Linked DNA regions of Mus musculus: region 1 is linked to region 2. The links are chromatin contacts, called in public HiChIP or PLAC-seq maps. All regions are on one chromosome and are shown on one strand. The core of a region is the stretch at or near the end of the contact, and the rest is flanking DNA. Distances in the headings are between cores, read along the strand shown.

The links. HiChIP or PLAC-seq counts read pairs in DNA pulled down with a chosen protein or histone mark.
Region 1: an H3K4me3 HiChIP or PLAC-seq map of the SCID.adh cell line shows a contact between it and region 2, with 26 read pairs. The contact joins the promoter of Cacna1c here to the enhancer-like site in region 2. A contact is called at or near these places in 1 of 15 datasets of contacts at CTCF or cohesin (the NIH/3T3 cell line), 4 of 484 Hi-C or Micro-C datasets (the HL-1 cell line, the P5424 cell line, Sertoli cells and 1 more) and 2 of 115 datasets of contacts at active chromatin or transcription factors (the SCID.adh cell line and cardiomyocytes).

The regions. Positions count from the first base shown.
Region 1 is chr6:119,104,668-119,110,932 of GRCm38.p6, forward strand. It overlaps Cacna1c (calcium channel, voltage-dependent, L type, alpha 1C subunit), which reads right to left and starts at 3,828. Exons shown (of 47, transcript NM_001159534.2): 1 at 3,260-3,828. The coding sequence starts at 3,308.
Region 2 is chr6:119,062,594-119,068,244 of GRCm38.p6, forward strand. All of the region lies in intron 1 of Cacna1c (calcium channel, voltage-dependent, L type, alpha 1C subunit), which reads right to left. Among named protein-coding and RNA genes, the nearest start is that of Cacna1c, 43 kb to the right of the region's middle. Within about 2 kb of position 2,563, at least 4 of the 459 cell types and tissues checked have an H3K27ac peak or open chromatin away from gene starts, as enhancers often do. A contact at or near this core is called in the SCID.adh cell line, where this site is marked.

The sequences.
Region 1 (6,265 bases), core at 2,578-5,077, 43 kb after region 2:
AGCCCACCAAAAGCAGTTTGGAGTAGAAGAGGTGATTAAACAAATACTAAATCTTTTCCAAGACTCTAAAAGATAGCTGGGGCAGGGGTACTGGCTTACCACTGTGTTGACAAAGCACTGTTGTTCTTGTGGCATATACTGTAACAGAATGAGTCTCTACTTAATAGGAGATTAATACACATACACACACACACACACACACACACACCATTTTAGGAGAGTGTATAGTCAACATTCCTTTGCATAACACCCGGGGTGAGGTGTATTAAGTCCTATGTGATCTGCTTCCAGAGGCTCCCCTAATTCTCTGGGTGTGCACACGTTTAATCATCATTACATGTGTTCTATGGATTAATCATCATTACATGTGTTCTATGGAAGAAAATAACCAGTGATTCCCTTACAGTGTGTTGGTGGAAAAGCACCCAGCCATTCCCAGGAACAGCATTTGGTATGAAAAAAAAAAGCCTCCTTTCTCCAGCTTCCTCCCTGCAACTTGCAGAGATGGAGAAGCCGATGTCAAGAAGCCTTCTCATAAGCTGCACAGGCTGAGGGGCGGCTCTCGGACCCTTTGAAAAGAGTTAGCTGTGATCATTGTATTATTACCATATTTTAAATGATAATTGCCATCCCCCCCCCCTATGGCTGAATAGTTTAAAGAAAAAGCACACTGTGTTTTCCCCTCCCCTCTGCCTTGTCTCTGGCAGTTAGGGGACATTCTGGGGTTTTTGTGTTAAATGGTTGACTATTAAGAAATTTCACTTGCTAGCTGGAGCCTATACTGGATAATCAACCCAGAAAAGTAGAAGGCTGGAATAGGACCAGAGAGGGTAACAGAAGTGAGGCACAGCTTGCACGAATATAACCTCCAGCCTGAAGCCTGAGAACAGAGCCCTTCCTTCCCTCAGCTTCTAGGCTGTCTCACGGTGCTGGCCTCGGATTTCCACAGTCCGCCCCTCAGCTCACAGGTGCACATACACCACTGAAAATCGGTGAGAAGGAGGTGCATTCGGTTCTTGCAAGCCAGTCAGGAGAGAAGAAAACAGCCACCTGGCAACTTATTTGGTTCTCCACTCTGATTGGTCACTGTTGCTGTTCTGAGGTCATCCCTTGGCTCCTCTTCTCAAAGACCTGCCTTCTGAAACTCTAGCCCCCAACTATGTTTCCTCCGCCACGGAGTTACTAAGCCAGCCACTTCTTGTAAATATTCACACTCCTCCAGGTCTGTCCTTCCCACCTCTGCCACCTTCCCCAACCCTCCCTCAAAAGAAGCCTAGCCAATCAAGAGCAAGAAGGTGGGAGGCAGAGGGGGACAAGGACCCTGGCGCTCTTTTACCTAAGAACCGCATCTAGGGATGGAGGCGAAAGTGCTCCTGTGAATTATGTAACCACTGCAGCTCTGAGGGAGAGGACCATCCAGGTTCTAGAGTGTCTGCTGGCTCTCTGCTGGAAAGGTATAGAGTTCCTGGCCACCGCTGCCTCCTCTTCCCCCTACATCGTTCTCCAGAACCTGTAGGGCTATTGCTCCTGCATTGAATGCCTGCTCCCTGCAAGGGGCTTAGGGATGCCATCGAGAAGCAAAGTAGCAAGAGAAAAGAAGCAGAGTAAGAAAGTAAGCTAAGAAGGGCTTTACCCTACACTACTAGGAGACCATGCCAACTATGGGCATACCTGTTTTACAAAGATGTCTTGCCCTGGGTAGTGACAGATGGGACAATACTGCTGGGTTCTCCTCTGCCAACTTGCTTAGACTGAGGGCATGGGCAGAACCTGAAAAAGCTAGCCCACCCCCACTCTACAAAAATATCACCCTTTCCTCTATGTCTCATCTCTCCTCCTCCTGAACCAACCATAACTCCATCAGCTAGGAAAGGGATTTGAGGACAGAGGCAGGATAAGGGCAGGTAATCCAGGCTGCCCGTATGGCATAAAAAGACCTAGTACCCATGACCCTGGACAAGTCTTTCTTCTTAAGGAGGACAAAATCCCAATGCTGCCACCCAAGACAGAAAGCAGAAAGCCAGCTGCTTCCAGATGAAAGAAGACCAGCTGTAAAGCCAGCTCCCCGGCAGCCTTAATCTGCAAAGGCAATAGCCCTTTCCCCAAATGGTGACAAAAGGGTAAAAGGAAGAAGGGGCTGGGTACCAGTATCAGGCCTGGAGATTACTTCCACAAGGCAAGGCTCTGGAGAGTCACTAAGAAGTACCCTGGCAAGGCAAGGAAAGACACAATGTGGAAGAGCAACGGTAGCTGCTGAAGGCGAAAGAGAAAGGGAACAGTCAAGCAACGGGGCAGAGAGCCCGTAGAAAGGGCATCTTGGGACTGCAAGACACTTCAGCTTGATCACCTTAACCACTAAGCAATGTCAAAAATAATAACTTGTCGATGGGGACTGGGGAGGAGAGGGAGAAAGTTTCCAAGAAGTGGGGAGCTACCCGAAAGCCATTCACCATTAGAGGGGAGCTGATGACACTTGATGCCCAGGATGGAGATGCTTAGAGAACACTAAGTATGGAGCCTCAGAGCTAGTCACACCCTTTCATGATTCCCTGAAAACATGGAAAAGCAAAGCCCACACATCACTGAGGCTTCTAACCGCTTTCCATCCTCAGGTGCGAGTCCACACTGGGGTGCTAACAGTAACACACCCGGCACCCGGCGTGGGCTCGCTCGGGGTCAATGGCAGTGGAGAGGTGGGCGGTGTTGAGAAGCCGAAGAGCCTGAGAGCCTGGAGAGAGGAGGCGCGCTGAGACGCACAGCTGCAGCCCCCGCCCCCACCCCCACCCGCGACCCGGAGCGCACTGCCCGAGGAAGTGGCGTCGGGAAGAGTGGACGTGGGGCAGCCTGGGGGGCCACCGGCGCGGGGCTGGTCTCCGTAGGGGTGCGCGCGAGAGCGCGCGTTCCCTGCCGCGCCCCAGCAAAGCAAGGGACCCCGAAGCAGCGGCTCCTCGGCTCGCCGTGGCCAGACTGGCCGGCCGGCTTTCGAGGCAAAGGCGAGAAATGCAGGCAGCGCCGACACTTGGGGAACTTTCCCCCTCGCTCGGGATTTCATGGGAACCACATGCTCCGAAGAAGCCCGGCCGCGGAGGGGGAGGGGCGGGAATTTTCCGCTCCGGCTCGCACGGCGGCTCGGCCGGCTCCCGCGGGCTCCCGCGCGCGGGGTTGGCGCCCCTCGCGAGGCACGCGGCGAGGGCCGCTCCACCGGGACCCGCCGTGGGCAGCGCGGGCGAGCCCGGCGAGGCGCTGGGGTCCCGCTTACCTTGGTGGTTTTCCTCTGGAACGTACATCCTCGTGTTTTCATTGACCATTGGCCAAAAACTGCTTGGAAAGGAGAAGCCACAAAGAGGAAGAAATGCAGCAACAGCCGCGAGCGGCTCGGGATGGATCCCTCCTCCGAGGCCGGCGGCTCTCGCGCAAATCCAGGAACCCGTGGATCCGCAGTGGTTCTTGCTCCCTTCGGGTGATTACCTGATCCCCATTATTGCACCAAACACCAAAAACTGCTGCTTTCCACTACCGCCTCCTTTCGTGAGATTGTAATGCATCCTCAGTACATCCGGGCCCCTTCCAAGAATTTAGCACCGCACCTCTGGCGGCTACACCATTTGAAAATAAAAATGATAAGAATAATAAATGGAGAGGCAGAGCGAGAAGAGGCGCAAAGGCGAGGCGAGGGAAAGCGGCGGGCCCGCGGCGCCGGGTGGACCCCGAGCCGCCAGGGGGCCCGAGGCGTCTCCGGCCCGCCCAGGGCGATCGCCGCGAGGCCCCGACCCGCGATCTTCGGCGACGGCAGCCGCGAACACCTGAGGGCGAGCCCGCGGGAAGCGTCGCCGCCGCCGCCGCCACTGCCGCCGCCGCTCCGGGCCGCGCCGCGCCGAGCGCCGTTCTGGCAGGGAGCTGTTTCTGCAGAGGCAGCGAGAGGGAGACACCGGGCGCGAGAGCGCGGCGCGGCCTCCCTCCTCCCTCCAGCCCCGCCGCGCCCGCGCCCGCCCCTGCCCGCGCCCGCCCGCCCGCCCGCCCGCCCGGCGCGCCGGAGCAGACGAGCTGAACGCTTCCAGATGTGGCGGCGGCGCGCGGCGGGGACCGGAGCCCGAGTGGAGCGGCGCCGCCACGCGAGAACCCCCTGGCTTCGCGACGGCGGGGAACGAGCCCAGGAGCGGACACACCTCCGAGAGCCCGGCTGCAAGACCTCCACCCTCCCGAGGCCCCGCGGCCACCGCGCGTCCCTGGGGGGGTGGGGGGGGGCGCCACGCTAGCAAGGCCTGGGAGGGGAATCCCGGCAACACGAACTACAATGTGCCCAACTCCCGGCCCCTTTCACATCGACCGGACGAAACAGCAAAATGAGCCGTGATTCTGTTGATCGATTACAATCAGAGCGGTTGTAGAAGTGACACACACAGGCAAGGATGGGCAGATGGGCGGGGAGAGAGAGAGCCCAAGAGGCGGAGCCTTGTGGGCAAGGCAGCAGTGGTGCCCAGATGTCTGAGAACATTAACACAGCCAGGTTTGCTCTCTCCTTGGGGTCAGGCGAGCACGTGTTCTGCCAGTGTCTCCTTACCTACTTCTCTTAATTCTGCCACCCTGGCGGGGAGCTATGAAACACTTCTCCCTGACTCTCGCTGTCACAGTAATATGTATGGCACCTCCTGCACGCACGACCCTCTAGATGGGGCTGGTGAGCCCATTCTAGAAGGGCCTACCACTGGGAAACCAGATCTAAATATCAACCCTTAGAAGACTTCACGCCCTGTCTCCAGGTTCCCTAAAAGACCCTATCATCTACGTGGCTTTAAGCACGGCTAAGTGTCAGCTGCAAATCTCCAGTTTAGACCTTCCTTCTCACCCATAGGCCAGCCAACCTGCCCTCTCCACTTGAGAATCAAACCTTATATGTCCAGGCCTGCTTCTCACACAGCCTTCCCCCAACTCAGCTGAAGAACCCTGGAGACACCTTGACTTGATCTCCTCCACCGCTTCACATCAGTATATCTCGGAATTCACCTCAGACAGAACAAGGCAGTGTAACCTTCCCTGGCTTTCTCTGCTGCCACCTTCCATGGCTGAGCCAAAGTTCTACCTCTGGCGCTCTGCAGTAGCTGGTTCTCTATTTACCCTCCTCTCCTCGGGTTCGTTCGGTTGGAACAATCCACTTCAAAGGGTGCGTCTAACCCAGACCCTCCAGTGGCCTCTGTCATTTTAGTGACAGTGACAGTATCCTACAAGGACTGCAGGAACAGCTAGGGACGACGTCCATCACACACTTTCCAACTGCTGTTCCTCCTCGCTGTTCCTCCAGAAATGATCCCCTCGCCTGCACTCACACCCTGCACACACAAACCTCTTTCCCCTGTTCTTAGTCTTACCCTGAGTAAACACTGCGACCTGCCTACCCCCAGCAAAGACTCCTAGTACTGTTTTCTCACTGCGTTTCTTGGAGCAACATCTGGTAGGTAGTGGGTACCTAATACATTCATGCTGAGTGAGTGAATGAAGGAATGAAGGAATGTCCCCAGAAGTACCATTCGCTGCATCATCTCAAGATGCCTCCCTGGTCACTGCTTGAGACCCAAAACCTTACCAACTCCTCATTTTCCCTAAATTAAACTTAATGGTGATCTAATTGTTTGTTGCTGCTCTAAGGGGTGTGTCTTTGCCATCCTGGTCTGTGATTACTCAACTTGCAACCTCCAGTGTGAGAAAGAAAATTAGAAATTACACAGTCCCATTTGGGGAGCTTGTTGGATTGTATCTCAAGGGCAAGTGTGACTGATTGTATAAGCCAATAATAAAATTGGTCTGCAGTCCCATTGCACCCTGTGGCACAAGAAGAGTGATGGCTCATATTGTCACATAACTCTGTGCCAACCATGGAGCAATACTCTACAGGCGTTGCCTCACTGGCTCCACGCTGCTACATCATAAGGTAGGAATTATTGTCTCTATTTTATAGATGGGAGAGACTGACACAAGTGCTCCCTGGCCAGGGACACCCAACTGGGACCTCGTCAGGGAGAACCTGACACCAAATTCATTTTCTTGTATTTATCTTGCTCTCTGCTGAGCAGGGTGGCCAAGGGTGACACGGGGGGCGGGGGGGTAGAGCTGCAAGAGCTGACTAGAGAATACACTTCACAAAATAGTCTGGGATGGAGAACCAAACCTTGGCGTGCTGGGGTCCCTTGTTTGATTGACAGCCTAACTTTCCTGTAAGTAGGCAAATACTATCTCCCTGCTGCTTTCGTTTCATTTTTCTCTCCTCTTT
Region 2 (5,651 bases), core at 1,313-3,812:
AAACTGTGGTCAAGATGCAATATATGCAAGAATAAATTAATTAGAAATATAAAAAAAATATCTGTCTATCCAAGGACACAGAACCTAACCAGTAGGATCCAGTATTCTTGCCACCTCCCTCCTCCACACTACCCTTAGGTAAAGATGCTCAGCTCCCTGGGCAACATAAAGGGATCTCTAATGAGCCACAGACATGGAAAAGATATGGACTTCAACATCATAGCCTCCTCCTGTGGTCATGTGACTTCTGCCAGAAATAGAGCTGGTGACTCCTGAAGAATGCCTAAGTGACTGGCAGATCAGAAGGCAGCTTGCCCCAGGAAGGAGAAGGCTGCAATGGCTGTCCTGCTGCAGTCCTTGTCACTCAAGTCCCTAAGTGCACAGCAATGGCCTCCTTTTGGGTCAGGGGTCACCAAAAACCTTTGCAGCCATCTACCTGTATTCTGCATCTATCAAGCCCTCATGGGTGACAAGGGACCCATAGAAGTGTAGTGAAATTGAAGGTGTCCTGGCCTGAGCCAGCGCACACCTGGTGACTGGAAAGCAAGAGGACCTTGTTGTCTCCTGGTCTTGAGCCAGCCAAGACTATCTGTCAACAGCTTAGAGGATCATATCCACAGATGAATCCAGCAGGCCTTACAGGGTCACCCTGTGGCATGGAGTGACAGGCAGACACTGGCATGGATGCTCTTCCAGCTTCTTCCTACTGCCTTCCTACCAGAGACAAAGACCTCAGTCTCAGTTGTCCGAAAGCCAGAATTCCTAATGCACCTTTAAGACTGCACAACTAAGACCCAAAACAAAACAAAACAAAACAAAACCAGACAGGGCAGGAATCTGCTCACTGGTACAGTGCTTCCAGGCCCTGCCAACAGTTTCCTAACCCCAGGGGCATTGGAGGCTGTGACGTCCCCAGCTTCCTACCAAATGCAGATCCCTTGACCTGTTCTGCAACGCTCTTCAGATGTCATTCCTACAAGACACCTATGGCCTCCTGCCCCAACTCTTCCAGCTAACGTCCTTCCATTCCTGTATCCTGTATCCTTTCTTCCTAAAGTCACCACAGCTGCTCAAGACACATCGGCTTACAGCATCGTGCTATGCACTACAGCTCTGTTGTTGTTATTTGGGTTTGGATTTTTGTTTTCTGAGACAGAGACTCACTCTACAGACCTGGATGAGCCTCAAACTCACTCGATAGCCCAAGATGATCTCAAACAAAAGGCCATTCTCCTGTCCGGGCTGCCCAGATGCTGGGATTACAGGCATGAGCCACTACTCCCCATCCCAATCATCACATTTACAGTAGTGAAAATGGGATGTCATTTTGAACTATCCAATATAGTGGCTGTCCGTCAAATGTGTCTGTAGAGCACATGAAACGTCTCTGGGACAATGGAGGAAGCACATTTTAATTTCTATTTCATTTCAATTAATCTCCATCTAAATAGACACAGAGTATCACATTGGGCGGTACTACTGTGCACTCAGAGCAGAGCACACGGTGAAGCCTGGGGTATGAGGAAAGAAAGAGAATAAGGAAGCACTTGGTTTCTAAGCAGGGAAGGGGAGCGACCAAGAATGGGTCTGGATGTGATAGACGGGCGGCTTTTCTTGAACTAACCACTGCCTGCAAAAAGACCTACCAAAGCGTAAGGATTCTCAGCTCTGATAGACAGTGAGGCCACGGCTATCTTTACCTGTCTGACACTCAAAAAACTAAGTGTGGAACAATTCTCCTCAATGGGCTGATAGAAACCTGATATTGTCCCTCAGGCTGGGAGGGGCGGTCGACATGAAAGCTTTCTCCCTTGAGTGTGTCTGCCGTGGAGCAGAGCAACTGAGCTGCTTGAACACAGTCCAGCAGCGTTCCAGCTCTTCCTCACCTTTCCAGAACAGAAGGGATGCGAAGAGCAGTCCCGTGCCCAGAGCTGTCGCATCTGTTCCACCAATAAGGGGCAGCGAGGGGCAAGGACATCTGCAGCATCTCACCAACTCAGCAGATCAGCTGCTGCCTTAAATAGCGCACCTTCCTCTGATGACCCACCAAAGGCAAGGGGACAGGCAGGTAGAGAACCCAAGCCTCTCCACGGCCACAGTAACCAGAAGGTGGCCCTGCTGACAGCACCCGCACCTTCTCAGACCAGCACGGAAACCTCTTCTCTGCAGTGTGGCAAGTCAAGAAGGTGACAGAGGAAAAGGAACCTCCATAGAGAGAGAGTCCTACTGAGGAAAGAGCCATCTGCTCCAGACTAAGGTTAACCTTCCCCACTAGACACTAATCATAGTGCTACGTTATCTTTGGTGGCCAGCATCGGCAGGCATAAAAGGAGGAAAACTCTTGCATGCATGCAGCTAAATCACGGCTCCCATCACTGAGGGCAAACCATGATGATGGTAAACTACCCCTCCACGTCTTCTTCCCCAGCATGGAGGCAAGGGAGGCACCATTTCTGCTGTTCACAACACCACTTGCTGACAGCACCCATAAATTCAGTGAGCTCAGAGTGAGCCTACTGAAAGTCAACATTGCAGACTCTCTCGTTAAGCGATGTAATTGGCTCTGACCGGGGGCAAACATCATGCTGGACAAACAGGAAGTCCTTGGGGTAACTAGTACCTGGGGACAGTGTCACAGCAGCTTGGCAAAACCCTGACAGAATACCTGAGAGTTCACACTTTCACTTTGTTTGTTTGTTTGGTTGGTTGGTTGTTTTGCATTTCCCAAATGTCATACATTGATTCTTCGGTGAGGAAGGACAAGTCTGATTTTGTTTTATAAATTACAGATATCACCAAAATTACCACAGCCAAACTAGTGCCCAACTCCTGTCCCACTGCTGAAAGTTCCTCTAGAGGGGGCCTAGCCTGCCTAGCAAGTATCTGCCTGCTATCACAGAAAGGAGCAGGGATTCCCATCTTCATGAACTCCTGGTGACTTTGTGCTGCCTGAAGCCAAGGCTCTCGACAAAGGCCACACACAGATAGGCATTTGCAGCAGTGACTCTACAGAATAAAACTATGTGGCCTGAAGGTGAACAAGATAGAAAGGTGGCTGAAAACAGGCTTTAGTGGTACACGTACTGTGTCTGTTGTACGTTCCCTATCTGGGGTGAGTAGCTGTACGTGTGGCATCTCCCCAGGGAAAGTTTTGTCACACAACATACACCCAGGCTCCTGAGTCTATAAAGTACCAAATAAATAGACATTTCTCTGGGCCTCAGTCAATTGCTCTGAAAAATAGAATTAGCAACGCATTCTTTGCAGGATGAACAAGAATACTTAATGAGATTGCATGTCTGGAAGTTCTACCCATAGAGCAATAGCTATTAATAAGAACTGCTCCAGATCCCCACACAGAGTGCCTCGGGACACAAAGGAAGACTACCTTCTTTCAATGAAGAGACATGAATATGAAAAGTGTGTTATTATTTTAAATATTCTCCTTATGCACATTCTTCCGTTTATGTAGCCATATCTTCAAGTTGATGCATTCCATATGCCCAGATCAAGTGTCAGTTCCTGAGAGGAAACTGCAAATACAGAGACATCCCACAAAATGTTGCCCCCATTCCAAGGAATCCATCAAGAAAAGGCTCTGAAATTGTCCCACTATTGGGGTTGCATGGCAGAGAGGAGGGGTGCTACCCCTCAGAGTCACACACTGAAAAAACAATATAAGTACAGAAACAGAGTCACGAAGGCCTATAGTCTTACACCTGGATGCCTCTCATCCTCACCAAGGTAGAAGAAAACACCATTTCCTTATTCCTTCATATTCCCGGACATTTAATAATGCTATGTGAAAAGTATAACATTTATTTCACTTACAATGGGGATTATGCCTATTTGTCTTGTTAACTCCCCAAAGCCCCTACCAACAGGCAAACAACAAGGCAGAAGGCAACCAAAGCAACAGCAAGAAAGCCACAGGCAAAATAAGCTCCATATCGATATACAGCTGTCTAGGCCCAGACTTGCCCCACATTTGGTGGACTCTTTCCAATGCAGAAGTAGCCTGAGATTGCATCCAGCTACTCTGCTCACTGCCTCCTATTAGCTTGTGCATAGGGCCACACGACCTTCTGAAAGCTACACATGAGAACCAAGTGCAACCAAGGGGCATTCATCTGAGAAGGGTAGCGAGGAAGACCCTGGGAGGTCTCTTTCTCTTCCCTCTCATTCTGTCCATCCCAGCCTCATCACAGTTACATGGAAGTCCACAAAGCCAGAGAGGCAGCGCCACAACCAGTATTTCTACGATTAACACTAGAAGGTAGCAAGTGTTGGTAACAATACAAAAGAGCAGAAGGAAGCCTCGCGCACGTCTTGTCAGCAGTGTGGCATGGTACAAGCCACCGTGCAAAGCAGGATGACAGTTCCTCAAAAATTAAATATTTGACTACTACATGACCCAGCAATTCCACTAGTGGGCGTAGAGTCAAAATTATTAAAAATTAAGAGGCCCAACAGGTGTTTGCACACCAAGGTTCACAGCAGCGTTTCTCACAAGAGACGGAAGACGGGAGCAACACAAGTGTTCACCAATGGATCAACAGGTTAGCAAAGTCAAAGTGTGTTCCACATTGGAATATTCCTCAGCCCTAAGGAGAAAGGGTATTCTGACACATGTTCCAACAAGAAGGAAAACATTATGATACGTGAAACAAGGCAGATATAACAGGATTTCATTACTGGGGGTTATTCAGCCTACACTCTAAATCGAACTGTCTCCATCTTCATCAGATCTGATTTTAGGGAGAGGCTATGGCAAATAGCCTGGGGACAACAAATGTGACGGCATCCATCCATCTGTGCAGCTTTGGGAAAGCCATCACCCATGCTGGGCAGACTCTCCAGTTGCTTTTGAGACCATCAAAGCTCCTGTTAGTAGCCTTCACCAACACTCTGGAGTAGCCCAATAGCACATATAACTCAATAAGGAGGTAGACTTTGTGGTCTAAGACACCCAAGGGTCCTTCCAGCAGGAATAACAAGAGAGTATAAACCAGTACTGAAGGGACCCCACGCCCTCCACAAACACTTCCAGGAAGCAATGACGCAGGCCCAGAGAAGGATTCAAAGAATCTTGATTATAAATTACTTTCAAATATCAAATAAATCATACATGCGGATGCACAAACAGGCCTTCACAACTGAGTCAAACCAGACACCTGCCTAAATACATCGCAAGTGCCATTCAATACCAGATGTCAGAGCCTCGGCTTAAGTCTTGCCCAATACCATCTGCAGGGTAGACCACAGTACAACCACTCTTCCACTCTGGCACCTCTCCTGGAGCTGGCCCGCACTGAGACCAGACAGAGGTGACTGATGAGGGAATGCCTTTTCAGTTCTACAAGCTGACAAATGTAAGGCAGGAGACACGGCATCAGTGCCTTTGCTGACAGGACACTGAGGCAGAGAGACACCTATGGCCCTGTCCAAGGAGACCCAGGCTAGGTTTGACTGATCTGCCTCCAATCCTCCAACTTCTCTGGCATCGTAAGCCCATGCTGGCGATCCCATGTACAGATATACCCTGAGTTCTCTCCACCTGTATCTCTCCCATCCTTCCTGTGCTCCCAGCTGTCCAATTTCTCTGATACTTTTTATATCTGGGGTCCCTCTATTCTAACATTCCCTTTTCA